Linked DNA regions of Rattus norvegicus: region 1 is linked to region 2. A link is a contact called in public Hi-C data. All regions are on one chromosome and are shown on one strand. Each heading gives the region's core, a stretch centred on a gene start, on an enhancer-like site or on the middle of the called end of the contact. The rest is flanking DNA. Distances are from core to core; before and after follow the strand shown.

Region 1 (6,268 bases), core at 568-3,067, 200 kb before region 2:
CCAACTTTGCCACATCCTTAATGAGTCGCTTATCTAAACCAGGAAAAGAGGTCGATCCTCCGGAAAGGATGATGTTGGAGAAGAAGGAGTTCCTGAGATCTGCATCACACTTCATTATACTGCTGAAGCATATCCTGTCGATGCCAGGAGCATCCACATTCACAAGATACGGAGAGAAGAGGGCCTCCGGGCAGCGGAATACCTGCTTACGGAGTTTTACAGTCTTCCCGTCAGGGAGGGTGTACATTTTCTCTACGTTAGATTCCTTGACCATTTCCTCATCATAGTTCATTGCCACATAGCAAGCATTCTCCTTAATGTCTGTGACAGTTTTTCTGTCCCCAGTTCTAAGCAGCATGATACCATCATCCTTCAGCAACATCATGAGGTAGTTGGTGAGGTCAATTCCTGCCACGTTTAGCTGTTTTACACCATGTGATAGGCAGTAACCCTCAAAGATGGGCACACACTGAGTAATCCCAGCACCTGAGTTCAGCACAAGGCCAGTGGTAAAACCAGCAGCAAACAGAGCCAACACAGCCTGGACAGACATATAGAAGGCAGGGACTCCCAGATTTTCAAAAAACACTTCGGAGATGTGCTGCCGGTCTGCCAATGGGTTGAGAGCCGGTTCTGTAACCAAGACCGGGCCATCGCTGGGGTTCAGGTTCAGGTTGTAGTCATAGATATGTTTCCACATGATCTCCATGTCTCCCCAGGAAGAAATGAGACCCCGTTCCACTGGATAGCTGGAGGGGGAACAAAAAAAAATATATGTCTTGTGTTTTTATGGTTGTTGTTAGTGGTGGTTTTTAGATTTGGCTTTAAAAGTATTGTGTTGTTGTTGTTGTTGTTATTATTATTATTATTATTATTATTATTATTATTATTATTATAGTTCTTGTTTTGAGACAGAGTCTCTCTACGCTGTCCTCGCTGCCTTAGAACCCATGACACTTGCCTCCAGCACTCAAGAGGCAGAGGCAGGCAGATCTCTGAGTTTGAGACCAGTCTGGTCTACAGAATGAGTTCTAGGACAGCCAGGGCTACGCAGAGAAATCCTATCAAATAAATAGACAGATAGGCTCAGTATGCAAACCAACTTGGCCTGGAACTCACAGACTCCCCTGTCTTTGCCTTATTAAAGGTGCAGGGTACCATTCCTAGACAGAAGCCATTAACACGTTCCCTTTCTGCTCTTTTTCATCTAAAGGGAGAGTATTTATCATGGTAACTTCCAGTAAATAGCACGACTACTTTTCTCTGCAGTCATTTTGCTTTGCCATTTTTCTCCTCCTTGGAGAATGTGACTTCAAAAAGTTGGAAACTTCCTACGTTATTCAAGTATAGTAAATGGTTAAAGGGACCTCACCACACGACAAATGCCATACATCAAGTCACGTTCTTATGCAGGCACGTCTAACACGAATGGCCACTGTGTGTTTGAATATATTTGTGCACAGAGAACAGAAGTTTGTGTAACGGGTGGCTGGCTGAGGCCTTGGGGTTCCTTTCCTGGTCCTTTCCCGGAGGCTTTAGCTGTGGGCTCTCCACCCACTTCCACACAGACCCAGACTTTAGCGTCCTGCAGTACCTGATGGACAGGAAGCTCCTGCGCTCCTGCGCTTGATCACCCACACGCAGCTCCTGCTTGCTGTCAGCCGCAGGGCTGTGGTTCTTGGTCCGGCCCAGAATATTCGGGTAGACGAACTGGGGCTCCCGGGCCCCAGCCAGGCCCGCCTTGATCATTCCCGAGCCGTTGTCGATCACCACTGGTGGCTGGTAGCTGCTCATGCTGCCGGTGCTGCTGCATCTGCGCCTCCGGACCGCTCCTTCGCTGGCTGTGCTGGGGACAGGTGCCCCGCGTCACAGAGGACCGCGCCATCTGCTGGCCCGCGTGACGCGCGGTGCCTCCTGAGACCGCTTCCGTGGGTTGAGATTCTCCCAAGTCCTTGATCTCTGGTTAACAGGAGTGGGAAACAGGAGGAAGGACCCTGAAACCCAGGAAAGGCTTGGGAATATTGTTGTAGGAAGGTTCTGCCTGGCTTCTGTAAGGATCAACTTCAGCAGAGGCTGGGGTGTGAAACGAGTTTATGTTCTGCATAGTAAACAATGTTATATCTTTCCTGTGGTTTCTACAAATGAACATAAGATGGTGTTCCGCATCTTAGCACAGGCTAGCCTCGAATTCCCCTCTTCAGACTCTGAGTTCTGGGATGCTTGGCTCCCCTCCTTCCTCCTTGTCCTTTCTCCTTTCTCTTTCCTTTATTCCTCCCTGCCTCCCTTCTTTTCTTCCTTTATTTTTCCCCCTCATTTCCTCCTTCCTTACTTTCCTCCCTTCTTTCCTTCTTTACTCCCCCCCCCCCCCATTTCATCGTTTTCGGATTATATCTCTAGATCCTATGAAGATAACGTTCATTTCCTGGGGTTGATTGTATTAGGAATAGGAACTGCCACTTGGTAAGGAATATAAATGTCTTAGATCATTATGAAGTTCAGCTAAAAAAAAAAAAAAAAAAAAGTACATTCATTGCGTGGCAAAAATGAGCGTCTTGGTGTCTGATTTCGCGCGTCCCTTAGGGTTTTTAAAAAGTACACAAATTAGAAGCTTTGGCAGGTATTTCGAAGCAGGATGGGGAAAGGTAATTTATACGTCCTCCCACCAGAAAACGGCTGAAGCACGGTTCTGCTCCATTTCACAGTCTCTGGCGTGCTGAGGCTTCTCCAGCCGGAGAGAGAGGGAGAGAACAAGTTCAAACTTTTGAAATAGTTTCAGCACTGTTCAGTCAGTTAACTGTGCTCTGTTCAGTTTACTTTTTTTTCTTTCTTTCTTTCTTTCCTCGTTGAAAAATGCATGAATTTTAAAACTTGTGAAGCATGCATGAGAACATAAGAGGAACTATTTCAGCAAGAGGAGGCAGCCAGGTTTCCGTAGTGTAGTGGTTATCACGTTCGCCTAACACGCGAAAGGTCCCCGGTTCGAAACCGGGCGGAAACACGATTTTTATAACCAATAACAGACAGGAAAACACCAAACAAAAAGAACTGATGAGGTAGGTTGCTGCTGATCCTAGAAGACTTTCCTTTCATTTTCTCTTAGCTCTATGCTCTGGAGCATCTCTGTGTTCAGTTTTTCCCTCTGGAGTTTCCATTTTCCCTTCCATGCCAGGCTAAATTTTATTTTATTTTATTTTATTTTATTTTATTATTTTTTACTGGATTTTTAAAATTTACATTTCAAATATTATTCCCTTTTCCGGTTTCCCGTCCATAAGCTAGCTCCCTATCCCATCCCTTCCCACTTCTTTTATGAGGGTGGTCCCCCACCCAACCACGCACCCCTTCCTGCCTCACTGCTCAGACATTCCCCTGCACTGGGGCTCCAGCTTTGCAGGACCAAGGGCTTCCCCTCCCATTGGTGCCCAACAAGGCCATCCTCTGTTACATATGCAGCTGGAGCCATGGGTCTGTCCATGCGTAGTCTTCGGGTAGTGGTAAATTTTATTCTTAATTTATATGTCAAGTTCACTAAATATTTCAGAATTAACACATTATCGAAAATTTGACAAAAAGGTGGAATTAAAAGGAAATTTATACTCAGAAATATAAAAAGTAGCTTCAACATTTTTAAGTCCAGAAATATGACTTTTAACAACAAACGTTTCAGTTGTGCTTTTTAATATTTATGACGTCCGCAGGTTCTAGGGAAGAATCTGCACGAACACATCAAAACTTTTTGACGCTTTTGTATAGCGCAGCGATAACTTTGCTCTTCTCCCTTTACTGCACTAACTCTGATTTCGAGGTAAATAATTGTGCTAAAATTATTCTGGGTCAGAAGCAGGAAAACCTTTTCCGGTAGAAAGCCCACCTTCCTCTCACGTTGCGCATGCCCAGTGTGCCCTGCTGCTTTGCTTTGCTTTCCTGCATCTCAGCCTCTGTCACCAGGTAAGGGCATTCTGGAAGATGAGTTTCGGTGTGCCGGCTCAAACAGAACTCTGGGGGTCCCAAGAGCTTTCGGATATGCAAAAGAGGAAGGAGTGATTGGTCTCGACTTAAGCATATCCCTCCCACCCACCACGGTCAAGAACCAGGGTGCACAACGCAGTCATCTCCACTGGAGGGGCGCTAATGAAGACAGGATGACAGGCGAGAAAAAGAACTACAACTCCCAGCATGCAGCGCGCAGCGCGGTTCCTGGAGAGGCCGGCTGTGCACTTGAGCCGGGTCTCCGCCCAGATTCTGGGCCGACAGCGGTGGGCTGACAAGTGAGCGTCTGGCGCAGGATGTAAGTCAGCAGTGAGGTGTGATCCGGAGACCTGGGCATGCCGGGAAGTCAGGGCTCAGAGACCCAGCTCGCCGGCCCTAGTGGACACCTAGAGTCCTATCTCCGGTGTCCCCATGGACCACACATCCGGACGTGACGCGACGGCGGAGGAGGCAGGGAGAGGAGGAGCGTCGCGGTGACGTCCTCCCAAGATGGCGGTGAGAGAGTGAAGAAACTGTTTCCCTTGGGCGGATACGGGTGAGTGCCGCCCTCCTCCTGGCCTGTCGTCCCTCCGTTCTGGGACCCCGGGGTCTTATGTGGCCTGGTGCCTCGGAGATCGAGCGCGATTCGGGGCGAAGGAGGGTGTCCTGGGAGAGGCAACCTCCGCGGTGGCTATAGTCATGGCCCGTGCCGTGGGAACTCGCGGGAGTGCGAGCTGGGAGGGCAGGGCAGCGGAGGCTGGGGAAGACTGGCTGGGACTGTCACCCTCCGTTGCTGCCCGGCTTGCAGCGGGCAAGGGGTGTGTCCTCCAGAGAGATGGAACCTTTGACTTGTCTAGTCCGGGCGTTCCCGCCCCCTTGCAAGTACTTGCCTTGCGCTTGGAACCTCACCATCTCAGCCTACAGGTTTCAGCGATAGGAGAGCAATGAAAACAACTCGTATCATGTTCTTGTCCTCTGTTTCAAGGAGTCATTTCTTAGTTTATTTGTTTAAGCACCTTCAGGTGAAGATGTCTGTTGGAGATTGAAAGTTTGAGGGGTCAACTCTAAAGGCTTAGAATTTTACCGCCCTCTTTACAACTGGTGACATAGGTTTTGTTCACTGCCGTTTATTGCATTAATGTTCTAGTGCTGTAAAACAAAGAAAAGCATTTAATCGCTACGAGTGTTCTATGGGGCTTATGGACGACGTTGGGGACGAAGTGGGAGCTGTGTTCTTCGTTTAGTCTTTTGTCCCTTCTCCACCCTCCCTTACTTCTGCATGGGTGAGTGTTTGATGAGAGCTTATGGTTATCAATTCACTGTTTCTTTTTGTCTTTTAGATCAAGGGTAAAATACCATTCTGATACCAAAATGCAGTATTCACACCACTGTGAGCACCTTTTAGAGAGACTGAATAAACAACGAGAAGCAGGATTTCTTTGTGACTGTACCATAGTGATTGGAGAATTCCAGTTCAAGGCGCATAGGAATGTGCTTGCCTCCTTTAGTGAGTATTTTGGTGCGATCTACAGAAGCACTTCTGAGAACAATGTTTTTCTTGATCAGAGTCAGGTGAAGGCTGACGGATTTCAGAAACTGTTGGAGTTTATATATACAGGAACTTTAAATCTCGACAGGTAAAGTACACGTTTTTATTCAGTTATAAAGTCTAGTCAAAATCTTTAGAGCTAAAATAGATTCATATTTTTCCCATTTGCTCTCCACACTAATTTTCAGTGTTGATACACAGCACACAAACACACACACTATAGCTTGAGTAGCTCTGTTTAGGATGAAAAGATGTTTGGTAAGCACAAAGACAAGAAGACAAAGCAAACAGAAAAACAAACCACATTAAAGCTGTGTGGTGAAAGGCAGAGGCAGGCCCTGTAAATTTGAGGCCAGCCTGAGCAAATGGAACATGTTCCAGGACAGCCAGGGCTACACAGAGAAACCCTGTCTTGAAAAAAAAACAAAAACAAACAAACAAACAAAACACATTAAGGTAAAGAATTCTGTCTGACAAACTTATTCACTGCCCCACGCCCCCAAAAAAACCTCTTTTTTAATTTTACAAATCCTGAACTGTAAGTGGATTTTCCTTTCCCACCACGTTCGGTCTTGGTGTCCCTTAGGCCTTTTCTCACACCTAGGATCTTCTAAGGTATGCAGAAAGAGCCACCTCTGACCTCATGGCCTAGTGCCTTCTATTGCTCACATGACCTCATAGCCTAGTGCCTTCTATTGCTCACATGAAATGGGGATGTGCAGGACTCTGATACTGAGACGGAACTTCGTG
Region 2 (6,314 bases), core at 3,359-5,858:
TGCCTGGGAAATCACTGCAACAATCCCTTAACAAACAATGAGTGAATCTCACCTAAAAACTTGCATTGCACTGAAGTCACTTGTAGTTTGGTTTTAGAAAAAAATATATATATATGTATATATACATATATATATGGCAATGCTACCCATTTGGGAGAGAAATAGCAGCCAAACAGGAATGAGACTGCAAAGCCAAGACAAGAAATAGCTCAGAGGAATTCCTCACTACCACCACCAACAGCACAAACAGGCACTGAGCCATTTTATATGAGTGATAAATCAAAGAGGGGATCCAGAATTTTAACCCTTAGGTTATATGTAAAAATATTGGCATTATTCATGCAACTGTACACAGTAGAGAGCCATAGGGAGTGGTTAACAAGAGTATAAAAGATAGTACAGTGTGCAGAGAGGGGAGCTGAGGACAATTAGGAGGCTGTCACGGTAATTGTTCAGTGAGTAACCAGAACCTGATGATGGCAATGATAAGGAAGGAAAGAATTCCAAACATCTCAGTTGTATAATCAGCCGGTTGGTGAATGGCTGACAGAAAGGCATGGTTGGGATATTTTCAAGGTTTCTAGCATGACCAAGTCAATAGTGTAGTTAGCAAAACTAAAGCTATGTAGTGAAGGCTAAAGGTGTTGCTGGGGAAATGCAGCCTTTTCTTCAGACCACCACTAAAAAAAAATGAGTGTTCCATGTTCAAACCTCTGTCATCTATATTTTGCCCACACAAATGTTGCCCCATCGACATAATTCTTGTACTCCATTTCATCTAAATTGACCTTTTAAATGCTTTTTAAAAATTAATTTTTACAACTGAAATATAAGTACCACTTTTCAAAGACACTATAGTGTTGGCTACAGAAGTCTTTGAACAAGAATTTGGTGATAAAGAAGAGGGAGGATGGAATAAAGACATAAAATAAAGGACCATAAAGGCCAACATGGAGATGATGTGGATAATTGATATTGTCCAATACTAAAGATGATGTCAGCTGAACAAAGACACCAGGCTTTGGAAGTGAAATATGGACAGGAAAGAGAAAGGAAACCAAAATGTTGTCCGGAGGAAAGGCAAGAAGAACACGAGATGGTAAATTAAGTCATTAAATCTCATCTGAAGGTAATAACCTGTAGTTTGAGAGGGAGCTCATGATGATTAATCTTGGTATTCTACTTGGTTGAATCTAAAATCAACTAAAAAGCATGGGATTGTCTTCATCAGGTTATCTGAAATAAGAGGATCCATCCTAAGTGTCAGTGGTAACATTCTGTGACAACCCTTACAGAACGAGGTAGAAGGAAGCTTTTGTTCTTGCCTGCTTTCTGTTACTACCACGGCAAAGTTCATTCACTCTATTGCTGCTTCTGCTGCAGCATTCCTTCAATGCTATCAGGGTACAGATTCTTCCAGGTTCCAACATGTACCAAACACCAACACCTCTAGGATTCCTACAGGTCTCCAGTACCAGACTGCAGTACTTAGCTACCCAACCTCATGGACAGAGCAACTACGAGGGTTCTCATCCTCTCCAGTGGGACACAGCCGTTGTTGGGCAACCCAGATGCTATTAAGAAACCTAGTGTAATAAATTCACCCTTGATAAATGCTAATGGATCTATTCCTCTAGAGCCACAAAGGAATTTTCATTCCTTGCCATTTACTGGGCTAACCTAACCTTTTAAGTTTAGTAAGCACTCCATCAATCACTAACCACTAAATGCAATAGTGTTTTCATTTATAGATCAACTGTCCTATAAAAATAGTTCAGTGTCCCCCAGGTGTTGGTGCATGTCTTTAACTCTAGCCCTTGGGAGCAGAAAGGCAGGCAGATCTCTGTGAGTTCAAGGCCAGCCTGGTCTGCACAGAGAAATACTGTCTCAAAAAATAAACAAACAAAATAAAACAAAACCACCACCACCAATGACAAAATAAATAAAAAACAACAAAAAATAGTCTCATGTCTTCCAAATGAAGAAGTACAGAATGGAATCATCATTTGCCAGGGACCAGCCCCAGAAGAGTCTTCTTTCTAATTGGTTTTCCTTGAGGCAGCAGAGGGGGAAGAGCATCAGTGGAGGGTAAGACTTTGTCTTAGGAGATATTTAGGGTTGCTGTATAATAATAAAAAGTTGACTTAAGTTACTATGCTACTGTAGCTGACTTACTTATCAAGTCTAATTACTTTGCTACTGTAGCTGGCCTGCCTTCTGTGTTCCTCTGAACATAAACTGCAATCTCTGGCATTTAGCATCTCATCCTAAAACAGCAGGAAATTAAGTGAAGGATTAATTGCTAGAGCCTCTCCCCTCTTGTCCAGATGCCTCTTGCTTGTCAGGCTAGGGTGAAGTTTGGAGCAATAAACTTCTATTGGACCAGGAGAAGAGAATCTCCATGACAGAAGGAAAAACTTTTACATAAGCAAATACGCATAAACTCACATAAATTCATATACAGATTCACACATGCATTTATACATTTCCATTAAAGCCAGTTGGATCCAGCTTGCGTGCATTCCCATAAGTACATATTCTCTCTCTCTCTCTCTCTCTCTCTCTCTCTCTCTCTCTCTCTCTCACACACACACACACACACACACACACACATACATACACACACACACACACACTTACATACGCATTTGGACCAATTGCTAGTGCAGAAAGAACTCACTCATTCAGGATGAAAAATGGGCTCCAATCTTTATTGCATAGAGAAATAGCTTCTACCCTTTTAATGCTAAATAAATTAAACCCAAGTTTGTAAGAAAAAAGCTTTCTTCCTTTTAATAAGACTAAGACTGATTTGTTTTTAAGAAATGACCTGTTCTGTCCCACGGTAAGGAGAAGTCTGCCTGCTCCTTCTGTTCTCTGCTGCTTCTTTTTTCCTCTTTCCTTCTGCATTCCGCACATTGCTCTCTTAGGTTTTTATGTTACCTTATAGTTTCTAAGTTATTCCACTCTACATTCTCCTTCTAATCTTGCTCTTCCCTCCTGCTCTGATGTCACAGTAATGCTCTTACTCTCAATGCCTTTTCTCCCAATGCTACGCCTTTACTTCTAAGTTCTTCTTGAGTTTAGTTCTGTCTAAAAATTTCTCTTATGTCCCGACTAAAAAATTATCCCCATTTTGTTCTAAAAAGTTCTGTTCGGGTCTGACCAAAAAGTGTTCTGTCTCTTTTCTTTGTCCGCAGCACTTATTTATCTTTCAGAATACATGATCACATGGTGAAAAGTTTATTACAAGTTTACACATAAATTCATATCACAAATTGAAATAGAAGTTCATAATAGAGAATGTTTACATACATATCCATTAGGAGTAAATAGCTGGCTCATTGACCACCTGTCACAACTCCACAAGTTCATTGAGAGCTAAAAACCATAACTAAGCTGTTAGTGAAGTTTTGTATAGATAAACCCAGTCAACACTTTATCCTCTGTCTTAGCACCTATAAGTCACAGTTCCCTTTCTATGATCTTTGGTTTTACAACCTTTTGGAATGTACTCTTGAGTAGTAGAAGCAATTAACTGGTGACAGAGACTGGCAGAACCCTTACTGCCTTTTTGACAGCTTAATAAATGCTGATATAGTTTTAGGAATTCTTATAGGATGATCATTAGAAATTAAGTCTTCTATATGTCTATATAGCATCCCTACAAGACAGTACAGATTTGTCAGAGATCTGCTCAAAAGGGTGGGCTAATACCTAGTGAGTATTATATATGTTTAATAATAACAGGAGAAGCATATTATTAGGAAATCTTTCCTAAAATGATTTTCTCCTGGGCCTTGCCTATGGATGCAAGCCTGCCATGGACTATGTTAATCTGGGGCAAACCATCTCAGGAAGATCATGTTAGTTATTAGCTTGTCCTATGCCAGGTTCTGACAATCATTTGGATAAGCAGTACTAGAGAAAACAAAAGATATTGTATATTCCAAGTTTTGGGTTAATAGGTAAGAATTATCAGTTCTCCCCTGCTTCCTGACATCACAGAGGGAAGGAAAAGAAATTGCTCCCTTGAGAATAGAATTGCGGGGTTTGGGATTTGGCTCAGTGGTAGAGCACTTGCCTAGCAAGCGCAAGGCCCTGGGTTCAGTCCCCAGCTCCGGAAAAAAAAAAGAGAGAGAGAGAGAGAGAGAATAGAATAGCATAGTCATAAACAAAAACCACCCACCTTCAGCTACCTTACTTTATAAAAGATCAGCCATCAAACTACAGTACTTTGCCTCAATTACACATTTGTACGTCAGATATATGAAATAGAAACTTTAAAGATTTTGAAATTAAGTTTGCAATGCAAAAGTGAGACAAAGCAGGCTACCAAATTCCATGTTTAGGAACAGAGAAGACGTACAAATTCAACATGTACACACAAAGTGTGTAAAGGACGAAAGAAACTTAAAATGATTAACTGACTTGAGGGGTAGAATTAAACTTTATTAGTTCTATCTTTTCTGTAGTTTCCCAACTTTCCACAGCTACAATGTCATCAGAGCGTGTATCTAAGCACTTAACAACTCATGTCTTTGGTCTAGAAGGTTCTAAAACAGCAGTCATCTAGCAAGACTAGAAGTGACCTGCAGTCCACTGCATCCCAACTAGTCTTGCTCCTTTCCATCTTACTAACTTCCCGGGGCTCTTCTCGACTTCTGAATTCTAAGGATGGGTTATGAAGAGTCACGTGATGAGTGGGCATTCCAAGCCTTTGGGAACAAGCTGTGTAACTCCCTATGCTCCTTAAAGGAGTCGCTTTCCATCTTTTAAAGGGAACTTCATGGGACTGAAGTGGGGTGCCACGGAGCTTGTTGGGGCAGGAAGCGGCATAGGTGACGCTTTGGGTCCCGGTGGTCCAGGTCCTTTCCTCAGCAAAGGCCTCACCGGCGTCGGTGACTCCGAGGGGTGGGGCCCGGGGATCTGTATTTACACGCCAGCCAGGTGACTCCGACGTTCAGTCAGGCTTGAGAGCCGAAGCCTCTTGCCGGCCTCCAGCGCTCTGACTCACTTCGCGCCGACCTCCCGGGCCCAGCCTCCACCGCCCGCCACCCCAGGGACAGGAACGAAGACCACAGAGCCCGGCCCTCGGCTGCCCCCAGCCCACAGCCCGCGGCGGGTTACATAACGGGCCGCGAGCCGCCGCACTCTCGCGAGACTTCCACCGCCCCCCCTCCCCTGCTCGCTCCACGTCAGAAGGAACCGGGCGGAGCGGCCAACATGGCGGAACGCAGGCGACACAAGAAGCGGATCCAGGTCGGGGGCCGCGGGGGGCTCGGGCGCGCTGGGACAAGGAGGGACAAGGGGAGACATCCCAAGCGACCCGGTGCCCGGAGGCTGTTGCCGCAGGGTCGCGGCGCCGTGACGGGCCCGTGTCGGGGCGGTGCTAGCGGCCGCTCGGCCGAGGGGTCTGTGGAGCAGCGGGGGAAGGAAGGAAGGAGGCGCGGCGCTCGAATCCCGCGTCCGGCCCCGCGTTCCTGCGGCGGAGGGCCCGGGCCTGCGCGGGGAGCCAGTCTCCTCCGGAGCGCGGACGCCGGGCGCCGGCCTTCCCTCCCTCCTCCGTGCCCCTGGCGCTCCGGATATTAATGCCACGGTAACTGGGGTGGAAGGAGGGCTGACCTGAGGCACCGCCGCCGGTTCTTTGTGCTTCCAGACGGACGCTCCGCTGACCCGGGCCCGGCCCGAGGGCTCCTTCCAGATGTTAAGCGGCGTCTGCCCTCCTTTCCCCCTCTCACTGGTTCTTTTAACCGAATAGTCGGCTTGAAGCTTGCCGGCCTTCTTCCAGGCGATACGATGTAAACAAACCCTGCCTGGTCGGTGCTGCAATGGGCTGGTGGCACCCAGAAACCTTTCACATGCCAGCTTGTCAACCTCACGCCCTACATAATATGCCTTCCTCATCCCCTATTAATGTCACCTGAGCATCTCTTCCCCGCAGTTTTCTTCTCCCAGTTGTGTGTCTATTGTTCGATGCACCTTAAACATTGATGTGAGTGCCTCAAGAGCTCACCCAGAAACCAAAGGCATAAGTTGATGGCACCTACTAAGTTGTTAATATGTCAGTCGCAAGTTGTTACACTCATTCTTGTCTTTCTGTTCCCCACTTAGGATGACTTTTTCTGTTTTCGTTTTATATCCATTTTTAAAAGGCTTATCCACTTCTTGGCCTTGTAGGCCTTTTGAACTATGTAAGTTACAGTTGAAAACTATACTGTGGGAAAGATACCAGTGTTGAGTAAGTGTGGAAATTGGCAGGCATGACAAAATAATTTTGAACAGGTTACAGAAGAGTCCAAGTTCACATAGGT

The links. A called contact is a pair of places that touch in the nucleus more often than the background predicts.
Region 1: a contact with region 2 is called in a Hi-C map of liver, with 3 times the contacts expected there. The contact joins the promoter of Actrt3 here to the promoter of Sec62 in region 2. A contact is called at or near these places in 2 of 12 Hi-C or Micro-C datasets (both in liver) and 1 of 1 datasets of contacts at active chromatin or transcription factors (oligodendrocytes).

What each region holds. Positions count from the first base shown.
Region 1 is chr2:114,723,083-114,729,350 of GRCr8, reverse strand. It overlaps Actrt3 (actin-related protein T3), which reads right to left and starts at 1,817. Exons shown (of 2, transcript NM_001108942.2): 1 at 1,595-1,817; 2 at 1-749. The coding sequence starts at 1,794. It overlaps Trnav-aac1 (transfer RNA valine (anticodon AAC) 1), which reads left to right and starts at 2,926; the gene lies at 2,926-2,998. Mynn (myoneurin) reads left to right here and starts at 3,899. Exons shown (of 8, transcript NM_001399702.1): 1 at 3,899-4,525; 2 at 5,310-5,606. The coding sequence starts at 5,341.
Region 2 is chr2:114,524,999-114,531,312 of GRCr8, reverse strand. It overlaps Sec62 (SEC62 homolog, preprotein translocation factor), which reads left to right and starts at 4,608. Exons shown (of 8, transcript NM_001393776.1): 1 at 4,608-5,262. The coding sequence starts at 5,227.